Regions from separate parts of the Mus musculus genome. Here region 1 is linked to region 2. A link is a contact called in public promoter capture Hi-C data. All regions are on one chromosome and are shown on one strand. Each heading gives the region's core, a stretch centred on a gene start, on an enhancer-like site or on the middle of the called end of the contact. The rest is flanking DNA. Distances are from core to core; before and after follow the strand shown.

The links. Capture Hi-C pulls out chosen DNA fragments and counts their contacts.
Region 1: a promoter capture Hi-C map of liver shows a contact between it and region 2. The contact joins the promoter of Serpina3m here to the promoter of Serpina3j in region 2. A contact is called at or near these places in 1 of 115 datasets of contacts at active chromatin or transcription factors (embryonic stem cells) and 3 of 9 other capture datasets (adipose tissue, liver and pancreatic islet).

The regions. Positions count from the first base shown.
Region 1 is chr12:104,383,491-104,390,080 of GRCm38.p6, reverse strand. It overlaps Serpina3m (serine (or cysteine) peptidase inhibitor, clade A, member 3M), which reads right to left and starts at 2,917. Exons shown (of 5, transcript NM_009253.2): 1 at 2,858-2,917; 2 at 369-1,017. The coding sequence starts at 1,005.
Region 2 is chr12:104,311,246-104,317,556 of GRCm38.p6, reverse strand. It overlaps Serpina3j (serine (or cysteine) peptidase inhibitor, clade A (alpha-1 antiproteinase, antitrypsin), member 3J), which reads right to left and starts at 2,987. Exons shown (of 4, transcript NM_001101472.2): 1 at 2,351-2,987; 2 at 2-275. The coding sequence starts at 2,987.

The DNA of each region.
Region 1 (6,590 bases), core at 1,668-4,167, 73 kb before region 2:
ACATCTGCTATAGGAACATATTAGAAATACCTGCAGTGGGAATACTGAGGGAATTGGTCTCTGCAGGGAGTAGTCATAGCTTCGGACCAGAAGGTAGGATTGAACATGTGAGGTAAAATATTCTGCTTTTAAGTGAGGTTAAGTCATAGCCAATAAGCAACCCTTGTAGACTGAGGACTCAAGACTTCTCTTGAGCATGTACCAAGAAACACAACTATTGTCCAGAGACAGCTCAGAAGAGGAGACTGGTGAGAAACAAGAAGCTAGGCACCCAAGGCTATGGGCATCTCCTTTACAATGGACATCTTATAGCACAGGTACGCAGCCCGGATCCTTTCCCTCCACTCCTAAGTAGTGACCTCTCTCACCTTTAAAGTAGATGTAATTCACCAGCACCATCAATGTCCTATCATCCAGTTCTGAGATCAGTTTCTTGATCATCCCCTGGGTCTGATTGCTCACATAGTCATTGATGAGCTTTGTGGCCTCAGTAGGCTGCTGGAAGTCTGCTGTGAAGGCCTCAGTCTGGTACAGAGCCCTTGTCTTCTCATGGAATTCTGCCAGGATCTGCAGGTCCTTTTCAATAAACATGGCATTGCCTATGTTTATCTGATCCTGGTCTTCTGGCTGGCTGAGCCTCTGTAGGAGGTGCCCAAAGCCCTGGTGGATGTCTGCTTCAGAGGTCTCTGTGAGATTGAACTTGAGACCTTCTAAAATCTCTTCCAGGGTGTTGCCCTTTGCTCCCAGGGACACGAGGGCCAAGGCAGCTGAGATGCTAAGTGGGGAGAAGACAATATTTTTATCTGGATTCTTCAAAGCCATCTTCTTGTACAGGCTGAAGGCAAAGTCAGTGTTGATGGACGCCAATGTGAGACTGTCATCTGGTGTCCCACTTTCTTGGTTTTTATGTAATAGAATATCTATTCCCCATGTGTCATCTGAGAAGCAGAGGACAGTAGGACAGATCCCAGCCATTAAGATCCCTAGAGCTGCAATGAAGGCCATCTTCTGTGCAGTCTGGAAGGAAAACATCCTTTGAGTCTTGGAGGACCAGCTGGTGCTCTGACCATTTCCTAGCTTTCCCACCTGTCTGGCATTGTGCCCTGCTCTGCTGCCCTTCCTGTCTCTTTGACTGTCCACAGGAGGTGATCTGGCCTCTCAGATTCAGTACTCCATCATGAGCCCCCTATTACCATAGAGGAAGTGCTGTTGCAGAAGCCAATTTTCATAGTAGAGAACCAAGATCCAGAGATTTGAAGGGACATGTTAGTGTCACAAGCCAAGCCAAAATAGGAGTGGGGGATGGGTGTGAGCCCTGTCTGCACTTTGCACTTGTGTCACCTCCAGCTGCCCCCTTCTCAGGCTGAACTCTGGAATCTTGGAGCATTTTTTATCATAGGTCCTATCTTAGCCCTTTGATGACAAGTCTGTGATGTCTGAGTTCATTTGGCTCATGAAAGCAAGGTGTTGGATTAGTTGAAAGGCAGTGGGAGAGATGTCTCATGCAGTGCAGAAATCCTGGACCCATGGGAACCAGCAGTGGAAGGACACACAGGGGAAAGTTCTCTCAGCTCTGTCAAGGAACAGCATGGTGCTTTGTACCCCAGGCTTGGAAGGCCTCCTGGTGTGAATAAGAAAGAGCTGTACTAGTCTCTGATCTCTGGACCAGATTTCTTGTTGGCTGTGTGATAGCAAGCAAATGCGTGGACCTCTCTGTACAGCTTGGTGAGAGGTCCAAGTTACAGTATTGGTAAGTGGCTAGCTTGTTGTGGGAATTGGAAATGATTTTCTGGAATGCCTAGGGGTCCATATCCTCTATATATACCCAGTTAGGGGGGCACAGGCATCCTAATGCACTATAGTTGAAAGCTTGCAATCATGGCTATCTACCTTTAGCCTCTGATCATTTGTTCAGGTGTAAAGTTGAAGGTGAATGGTAAAGGAACAGGAGACAGAGGAAGGAGTGGAGAGAGGAGAGGGGGAAGAGGAGAGATGAGAGAGGAGGGAGGGAAAAGGAGAGAGGAGGACGGGTAGAGGAGAAAGGAAGGAGGAGGGAGAAGAGAGAAGAGAGGAGAGAAGGGGGAGGGAAGAAGGAGGAGGGAGGATGGGGAGAGAGGAGAACTGGGAGAGTAGAAGTGTGGAGAAAGGAAGGAGAGAGAAATGGGAAAAAGAGGGGTAAGGAAATAGGAAGAGGGAGGGGTAGGGGAATAGGAGGAGGGAGAGGGAGAGAAAGTAGGAGGAAGGGAAGTGAAGAAGGCTGGGAAAGAACTAGAATAGTACACAGGGAGCTGGAGAAAGCACTAAGCAATATTTTGTGCCAAAATTATTTAGAGAGAAAAGAGGTTGCTTAATTCGTACAGCAAGAGACGTGGCTCAGCAACTGTGCCTTCCTTGCTTCCCTAGTTGTGGCTGAAGCCCCTCTGCTTGGCCAGAGGATCTGGTATATAAGAAGGAAGTGGGGTCCCAACCCCCTCCACCAGGCATCTTCTTTGTGATGTGAGCAAGAAAGAGCTGTCACCTCATCCAGAGTGACTGTGCAACAGTCTCGTCTTACCCTACCTATGACAGCAGCATGCTATGCAAGTTCTCAAAACTTCATCCCTGTGGAGTCAGAGAAGCAGACTCCATTTACTGTCCATGAGTAGAGACCACAGCATCTGCATCTTCCATTGGCAAGAGAAACAGTCCAGAGAGAAGATTTTGTGAACCCCAGAAATATTCCCTGATTGTAAGCCACTATCTCAGTCAAAGCTCTTGCCTCAGCCACACAAACACATGTTGTAGGCCATAGCTAGTACCACACAGTCCTGGGGCAGTGCCTTTTCTATTCATGGAGTCAAGGAATCCCGGGCATTACCTGCAGAGCCTCTGTGATAGCTGACTCCTGATGTTCAGGGTTGTTGGCTTGCCTGGCATCTCCCCAGTGAACAGTGATGCCTATTTATTCCTCCCAAGGGCTCCTCCCTCCTCTTAGGAAATGCTGGCATGGACAAGCTGTGCTCTGTGGTCAGTTTACAACTCGTCAGACAGGAAGATTTCTGGTAACATGGATTTGTAGTCTCTATCAGAACTGCCTCCTGATGGGGCAATTCCCATCTCTTTTCTACACAAGCCCATTGGATCTCCTGGGTATGTCTTTTGTTTATCAAATGCTTCAATGATGTAGAAAAGGGGAGAAATCACAAGCAAAACCAGACTCTACCCTACTTTTTGCCAGGGAGGGCTGCAGCTTGATAATCTAAGTCATTTAAAAATACTATCTAACTAACTAACTAAAAAAAAATCAGTAGCCCTCCTTTATACAAATATTAAACGGGCTAAGAAAGAACTTAGAGAAACAACATCCTTCCCAATAACCACAGATAATACTAAATATCTTGGTTTAATTCTTTTTTTTTATTTTATTTATTTTTTTTATTAGGTTCTTGGTTTAATTCTAACCAAGCAAGGACAAGAATTACAACTCTCTGAGGAAAGAAATTGAGGAAGATATTAGAATATGGCAAGATATCCATGCTCATGGATTGGTAGGATTAGCCTAGTAAAAATGGATATTATAACAAAAGCATTCTACAGATTCAGTGAAATTCCCATTAAAATTCCAACACAATTCTTTACAGGCCTTGAAAGAGCAATTCCCAACTTCATATGGAAAAACAAAACACCCAGGATAGGTATAAAAAACTTGTACAATAAAAGAAATTCTAGAGGTATGACCATCCCTGATTTCAAGCTGTACTACAGAGCAATAGTAATAAACCCCCATGGTATTGGCATGAACACAGGCATGTTGATCAATGGAATAGAACTGAGTGATCTAGGAGAACCCATTGAGCAAAGCAAAGGTTTGGTTTGACTCACAGTTTCAAAGTCTACAGTTCAGGGTCTGCTGGCTCCAGTTCTGTCCTAGGTCTATTTCCAATGTCTGTGACTACCCAGTGCCCAGTTCTTGCCTAACTCTTTCCCTCCTCCAGGCCTTAGCCTTTGCCACCTACTGCCCTTTTCTGGATCTGCCTCCATCTGATACAGTGTTGGAGCCCAAACTCCTGCAGCTACATGGAGCCTGTTGGTTAGAGCAGCTCCTCTCCCTCTAGTACTCCTACTCAGGGCAGTGCCATAGCCTTTCTCTGCATTCCCAGCCGACCAACCTCACAGGACAGATGGACACCTCCACCTTCATCACACAAAATGAAAGCAGCAAAGGGTCAATTTGTGTATTCCTGCATAGAAAGTGTCCAGGCAGTGTTCAAATAGCTCCTGTTGGCAGGAATTGCCTCTAGTGACAAAAGGGACATAGAGATTGTCACTCACACTCTGTGACTCGTGTGATGGCCCTCTGACTTATAGGCTGTTATCAGCCCCTTTCATGGAAGAGGAAACTGAGACACAGGAAACTTAGTTATTTCCCCATGACCACACAGCTAAACATTATGGTATGTGGGATGCTCCTCCAAGGGTCTGGTCAGGCTTACTGAAAAGCAGTCCTTGTTTTCAAGCCCCTAAGTATCCTTGATCATTGTCACCATGACCACCCTTCTTCATTGTCCCATTGACAATGAAAGAGATGGCTGGGGAAAGAGGCTGACTGCTCCTAGAATGGTTCATTCTATCTACTTCATAATTGAACTTCTCCTCAGCTGGAGTCACATTGGATGAGCATTTACATGGGACATGAATATCTTCCCCTCCTTCTCCCACCTGGAGAGATCTCTCCTCATAGTTCTTTTCCAGATGTCTTTTTCACCAATTTTCCAAGTATGTTCTTTGCAAGCATTCGGCTGGGAATGCAGAATCTATTGGCAATATCCATGAATTAGTGACAAATTGCACATCTGGCCATGTGTCCTTTCAAGCAAAATGCATGACCATGAGTACTTCCTGAATTTCTATCAACCAAGATGTCCCTTTGCTGCTGTCTTCAGGGTTGTCCCTGGAAGGGCTGCAATGCCCCATCTGCTCATGGCTTACTGTTACCTACATAACTTGCATAACCATAAGTAAAACAGGTCCTAATACTCTCTGCCTCTGTCAACGGATCATAGAGTACACATCATGAGGCTCTAGGGGCATGGTTGGCAGCAGACAGCACTGTCAATAAAGTGGAAACTACAGACATTTGGGAAATTTCTTCATGTAACTTTGTAGTGCCTTCAGGATCTGTTTGTGTCAGATCATGTAAATGTAATTTCCTTTTAATAGTGACTTGCTACTATGCATGTGCTAATTTATAACTTGGTGGGTCAAACATCAGCTATCTCATGATGGGAAGCTCAGAACATATGGTAATACAGGAGCCTGTCGTCACTCTAGTTGGTGGTGCATCCTGGGAGAAGGGTGCCTAAAATTGAGGCAGAATAAAGTCTCATGCAATGGCTAACTTTATTCAGAGTATCAGATAATTTGTACAGAGTTGGTTAAGTAGAGTTGCCTCAGTAAGTGTACAATCACAAGGACAAGCTACAACTAGTTTAAACAAAACAAAATAAAAAACAAACAAACACCCCCCCCCAGGTTTTTCATATAGGCATATAAACAATGTCACTAGTCAGCTGTAATGAATAATCAGAAGGAAACTCCCTCCTGTCCACTCCATTTGGGAGGTGCAAGCAAGTGTAATCCAAGAACAACTTTCTGTATTTGGAAAAACCTTAGGTCGCAAGACTCCTGTCTTATTTTCTTGGATTTTTCTCATGAGCACTCAGAATTCCCCTAATGTGACTCCATTCAGCATCCAGGATCTGTTGAAGAGCCTTCTCCTGTCACAGTCCTATAGAAAACTATCAGCTCTCCAAGTCACTTGGTAAATGGGCAGAGTAGCCCATTCAAATCAGGAATGTGCTGTCTCTAGAGCCCAAGTAGTTCCACTAACACTAAGCCTGGGATACTGCGTTTGGCTCACTATTATCCCTGGCAGAGCAAATGTAAAGGCTTCACTTAGCCTTTCCAATCCAGACTAAGGGTGAACTTCTATAACAACAACACACCAGAAAGCCCAACATACTCATGGAACTCTACTCAATAATAACTTAGTCAAGGAAGAAAAAGGAAAGAAATTAAAGACTTTCTAGAATTCAATGAAAATGAAGGCACAGCATACCCAAACTTAGGAGACACAATGAAAGCAATGTTAAGAGGAAAATTCATCACACTAAGTGCCTTCATAAAGATATTGGAAAGATCCTATACTAACAACTTAATAGCATACCTTATAGCTATAGATCAAAAAGAAGTAAACACACTCAAGAGAAGTTGATGACAGGAAACAGCCAAACTCTGGACTGAAATCAACAAATTAGAAACAAGGAGAACAATTCAAAGAATTAACAAAACAAAGATCTGGTTCTTTGAGGAATTAATAAGTTAGATAAACCCTTAGCCAAACTAACTAAAGGACACAGAGACAGTATCCAAATTAAAAAAAAAAAAGAAATCAGATGAGAAAAGGGAGACATAACAATAGAAACTGAGAAAATTCAAGGATTCATCAGATCTTACTGCAAAAGTCTATACTTGACAAAACTGAAAAAAACTAGATGAAATCAAAGATTTTCTAAACATATACCACATACCAAAGTTAAATCAAGATAAGG
Region 2 (6,311 bases), core at 1,738-4,237:
CCTGGGCCTCAAAGATTTCCTCCATCCCCTCAGAGTTGCTGGTTGTAAGCTGGCTTCCACCTGCTTCATCTTGCCCTGGTCAGGGAGGATGAACATGGCCTTGCCATTGCCTTTGTAGTTCAGCTCCACCACAGTGCATTTCATTTTCTCATCCCGGAAGTAGGGTGCCCTCAGTTCCTTCATTTTCATCATGGACACCTTCACGGGTGTCCTCCTGTCCTCTATGAATGTCCCCATGAACGTTTCATAAGGGTCAAATGTCATGTTCCATTTACCTAAAGAAGGAGCAAACCATCAGATTGTAGCAATAGAAACAATCTACCTCCTCCCCATCTCTGCTCAGCTTCTGAGTTGTGACAGCAATCCATCTATCTTCAGTCACTCAGAATGTCCCTGTGGTGGCATATCCTGAACTGGAAAAACTTTGATAGGTAGACAAACTGGTAGCAATGAGGATCCAGGTTTAGTTTGGAAAGACCTCAAAACTACAGCCTGGCCACCTGAGCTCCTGACAGTCAGTGATCTGGGGTACAGAGTGTAAGAGAGAGAAGAGTGAAGGAGGAGAGAATGGAGACAGGGGAGAGTTGTGGGTCCTGTCTTCCCCAGGGGAGCCATATCTAGAAGGCAATGTCTTATGGGACAAGTTTCAGGGAGAACAGCAGAGAGTTTGGTCTGCTATATTGTAATCAGTCCATAGTCTCATAGATTGTGGGCTAAGACATGGGTCTCCATCACACACAATCGACTATGGCTACCACACAAAAATCACAATATCAGCTCTTGTTTAATTCCAGATTCTTACTTTATGTCCACACAACCAACACAATTGAGAAACTAGTGAAGAGCCCTTGGTGCAGAAACATTTTTTTGGGCTTAGGATCTAGCAGACATACATCCTACCTCACAGCAAGCAGCACTTGAGCCTGTATCCTGGGGAGAGTTGAGAGAACCATGTCTTGCAGTCTAAACCTTCAGGCTGTCACTCTGTTTCCACCATCCATTGCCCACAGCAGCACTGGGGCCTTCCTGCCCTCTGTCCTGTCCTCTGTCCTCCTTCCCTCCTGTCCTCTGTCCTCTGTCCTCCTGCCCTTCTATCCTCTGTCCTCCTGCCCTTCTATCCTCTGTCCTTCTGTCCCCCTGTCCTCTGTCCTCCTGATCTCTTGTCCTCTGTCCTCCTGCCCTCTTGTCCTCTGTCCTCCTGCCCTCTGTCTTCCTATCCTCCTGTCCTCTTGTCCTCCTGTCCTCCTGTCCTCTGTCCTCCTGTCCACTTGTCCTCCTGTCCTCTGGCCTCCTGTCTGCTGTCTTCCTGTCCTTCTATCCTCTGTCCTCCTGCCCTCCTGTCCTCTGTCCTCCTGACCTATATTTCTGTCCATTTTCACCTTGATTTTCTGTCTTTATCCCAGGTCTGCCCTCCCTCTACCCTGGACTAACTTTAATTAACTCAAGATCCACTCAAGGTTTGGTTACATAATGATTCCATCAGGTAATGGTGTCTGGGCTGTCACCTTGCTCCTGGTACATATCCTAGCAGATGTGTTGGATCCTGGATTTTCCCTAATTCCCCATACCCATAACATCTCCAGGTGAATCTCCAACTACCATAAACTGAAGCCCCAGCAGATCCCCTGCGCCAGGAATATGTCATGGGAATTTTGAGACTTTAGGCAGCCTGTTTATTAATTTTATAAAAGTAAAAGTCCACGAAACAGCCAAACAATAAACACAGACCACTGGCTGATACTTCCCCTTCTCTAGTGGATTTTTCCCAGTTTCTGCTTCTCCATGCCCATAACCAGCTCATTACACAATAGGCTCAGAGGAGAAGCCCTTTATAGGAGCTGCCCCCAGGCTCTTCACTAGTTTTGTATTATGATGCTTTCCCTTTGAGATTAGTGTCATCACTCTCCTTTAGATCAAGAAGTCCCAGCCCACCTGGATCCTGATTCAGCCTAAGGCTCTCCAGCAGGGCTGGACACCTCCTATAGGAGTACATTAGAAATGCCTGCTCTAGGAAGACTGAGGGATTCCATTTGTGTACTGAGTAGCCATGGCTTCTGCATAATCAGCTAGGACTGTCAGTAGAAGATATGACATTCTGCTAGTCAGTAACTTTAAGTCACAGCTCAGATCAGCCTTCCTAGATAGACAGCTCAGGGTTTCTGTTGGGCAAGTACCAGAATTACATCACTGTTCAAAAAATCTCAGAAGAGAGGTAAGGGCTGTGGATATTTAGCAGTTAGACACACATGGCTCTGGGGCCTGAGCATCTCCTCTCTAGTGGTCAGTGTAAGGACACAGGTTCTCGGGCAGCATCCTCTCCCTCCATTTACCTAACAGTGACCACTCTCACCGTTAAAGAGGGCAAAATTCGTCATCACCATGGATGTCCTCTCCTCCAGGTCTGAGACCAGTTCCTTGATCATCCCCTGCGTCTGATTGCTCACATAGTCATTGAGGAGCTTTCTGGCCTCACGAGGCTGCTGGAAGTCTGCTGTGAAGACCTCAGTGTGGTACAAAGCCCTTGCCTTCTCCTTGAACTCTGCCAGGATCTGCAGGTGCTTTTCAACAACCATTGAATTGCCTGTGCTGATCTGTACCTGGTCCCCTGGCTGACTGAGCCTCTGTAGGAGGTGCCCAAAGCCCTGGTGGATGTCTGCCTCAGGGGTCTCTGTCAGATTGAACTTGAGACCTTCTAGAATCTCTTCCAGAGTGTTGCCCTTTGCTCCCAGGGACAGGGAGGCCAAGGCAATTGTGATGCTAAGTGGGGAGAAGACAAAATTTTTATGTGGATTCTTCAAAGCCAGCTTCTTGTAGAGGCTGAAGGCAAAGTCAGTGTTGATGGAGGCCAATGTAAGACTGTCCAGTTGTGTTTCATGGTCTCTGTCTTTCTGGACTGGAGTGTGCTTTCCTAATGTGTCCTCTGGACAGCAGAGGACAGCAGGGCAGATCCCAGCCATCAAGAGCCCCAGAGCTGCAATGAAGGCCATCTTCTATGTTCTCCAGCCTGAAAGAAAAAATATCCTTTGAGTGTGGTTCATTCCAGTCTCACAGGGTTAGGAGGAAAAAAAAACCCACAGAGATGGGCACAAACGCTCTGTAATCTCATCTCCATTCTGGATTGGCATAAGGCTATTAGGAGGCAGGGAGCCCTCTTCCTTTTTCCTTGTACCCTTTCCTATCACCAATCTCTAGTCCATACTCTGAGAAGGAAACTTGTATGAATTTTGAAGTCTATGGCTCACTCCTAATTCCAGAAAGTATGTCTAAGAAATCTCACATCACTGGGCTGAATCTAGTGTATGTTTCTGGGAGTAGGGAGATTGAGAGTAAGCTGTGGAGATATCTGGCTCATTGCCAAAGCCCTGTCACCCCTGAGAGTATCTATTAGAATGACCAATAGGGAGAAGTCCTTTCAACCCTACCACAGTACTACATTGCTCAGGCTTGGAAGGCCTCCTTGCTGGAAGAAAAAAAAAGTTTGATCCTATGATTCTGTACTGGCTGGTTTTGTGTGTCACTTTGACAGAAGCTGGAGCTATCACAGAGAAAGGAGCCTCCTTAGAGGAAATGGCTCCATGAGATCCAGCTGTAAGGCGTTTTCTTAATTAGTGATCAAGGGTGGGAGAGCCCATGGTGGGTGGTTTCATCCCTGGGCTGGTAGTTCTGTGCTCTCTAAGAAAGCAAGCTGAGCAATCCCAAGCCAGTAAGAACCACCCCTCCATGGTCTGTTCATCATCTCCTGCCTCCAAGTTCCTGCCCTGTGTGAGTTCCTGTCCTGACTTCCTTTGGTAATGAACAACAATGTGGAAGTGCAACCTGAATAAACTCTTTCTTTCCCCAACTTGCTTCTTGGTCATGATGTTTGTGCAGAAATAGAAACCCTGACTAAGACAGATACCTGTACCAGACTTCAATATGAATGACAGGGTGGCTGTGTGTTGGCAAGCAAATATCTAGACCTCTCTGTGCAGCCTGTTGTGTGGCCAATGACATAATTGGCCAAAGTGTCTGGCTTATTACACTGTTGGAGTGGATGTGGAGAATGTCCAGAGGGTCAACTCATCCATACTCCCCTTCAGTAGAGATCACAGTTGAATCTTGTGATCATGGTAAACATGATTGCCAAGACGTAGCCTCTGTGTACACTGTACTGGAGTTCAGATGGGAAAGTAGATGAGAAAGGAATGAAAAGGCAAGGAAGGATAAGGGAGAGAGGGGATAACATGGATTATGGGAGAAGGATAAGTGAGAAAGTGCAAGAAAGAGGGAGGGGTGGGGCTATAGGAGAGGGAGCAGAGGATAGGGTGAGGGAGCCAAGGGGAAGATGAAGGGGAGATGTGGAGAGCCGTGCCATGAACAATCGCGAGCCGTGAGCAATAAGAAGGTGGACTTCAGAAAATCAAATAACCCCATTAAAAATGGGGCTCAGAACTGAACAAAGAATTCTCACCTGAGGAATACCGAATGGCAGAGAAGCACCTGAAAAAATGTTCAACATCCTTAATCATCAGGGAAATGCAAATCAAAACAACCCTGAGATTCCACCTCACACCAGTCAGAATGGCTAAGATCAAAAATTCAGGTGACAGCAGATGCTGGCGAGGATGTGGAGAAAGAGGAACACTCCTCCATTGTTGGTGGGATTGCAGGCTTGTACAACCACTCTGGAAATCAGTCTGGCGGTTCCTCAGAAAATTGGACATAGTACTACCGGAGGATCCAGCAATACCTCTCCTGGGCATATATCCAGAAGATGTCCCAACTGGTAAGAAGGACACATGCTCCACTATGTTCATAGCAGCCTTATTTATAATAGCCAAAAGCTGGAAAAAACCCAGATGCCCCTCAACAGAGGAATAGATACAGAAAATGTGGTACATCTACACAATGGAGTACTACTCAGCTATTAAAAAGAATGAATTTATGAAATTCCTAGGCAAATGGATGGACCTGGAGGGCATCATCCTGAGTGAGGTAACACATCCACAAAGGAACTCACACAATATGTACTCACTGATAAGTGGATATTAGCCCAAAACCTAGGATACCTAAGATATAAGATACAATTTGCTAAACACATGAAACTCAAGAAGAATGAAGACTGAAGTGTGGACACTATGCCCCTCCTTAGAATTGAGAACAAAACACCCATGGAAGGAGTTACAGAGACAAAGTTTGGAGCTGAGACGAAAGGATGGACCATCTAGAGACTGCCATATCCAGGGATCCACCCCATAATCAGCTTCCAAACGCTGACACCATTGCACACACTAGCAAGATTTTGTCGAAAGGACCCAGATGTAGCTGTCTCTTGTGAGACTATGCTGGGGCCTAGCAAACACAGAAGTGGATGCTCACAGTCAGCTATTGGATGGATCACAGGGCTCCCAATGGAGGAGCTAGAGAAAGTAACCAAGGAGCTAAAGGGATCTGCAACCCTATAGGTGGAACAACATTATGAACTAACCAGTACCCCGGAGCTCTTGACTCTAGCTGCATATGTATCAAAAGATGGCCTAGTCGGCCATCACTGGAAAGAGAGGCCCATTGGACACGCAAACTGTATATGCCCCAGTAAAGGGGAACATCAGGGCCAAAAAAAGGGAATCGGTGGGTAGGGAAGTGGCGGGGGGGGGGGGGAGGATACGGGGGACTTTTGGGATAGCATTGGAAATGTAATTGAGGAAAATATGTAATAAAAAAAATATGGCGCTGGCCTCCGCTGTGCCTAACTAGTAAACAAGCCTTGTACGCCAGTGCCAGAGTGAACTCACTCCTAGTCACTGCCCATCTAGGGGTGTAGTAGTGGGGCGATGGGTGAGCAACAAATCAGGAGCTGGCATGCCATATCTAGTGCTGAAACGCCATGACTGAGGGCTATATAAGCGACTCCATTTTCTGGGGTCAGGATCTTCCCTCCTGAAGAAGTAAGCAATAAAGCTTTTGCCGCAGAAGATTCCGGTTATCCCTAGTGTGTTCTTGCTGGCGGGGACAAAAGCTCGGGATAAGTGGTGCCGAGGAACCCGGGAACTTTATACCATCACACCAGCACAAGGGAGATCCCTCGTTTGCCGGGCAGAACCAGAACTGTGGGACACGTAAGGCTCTGCAAGGTACGTACAGTCTTGAAATTTCTCCAGAGTTAGACGCCCTTTTGATTGTTTTCACGGCGATTATTCCTTCCCTTTCGGTTTCGTTTTGCTTCCACCACTGGAACTGCTGACTGGTTCTCAGGCCTGGACAGCGACCAGTATTGCTGACTGGTTCCCAGTCGCGGTCAGGCCTGGACAGTGCCTGGACAGTGACCAATT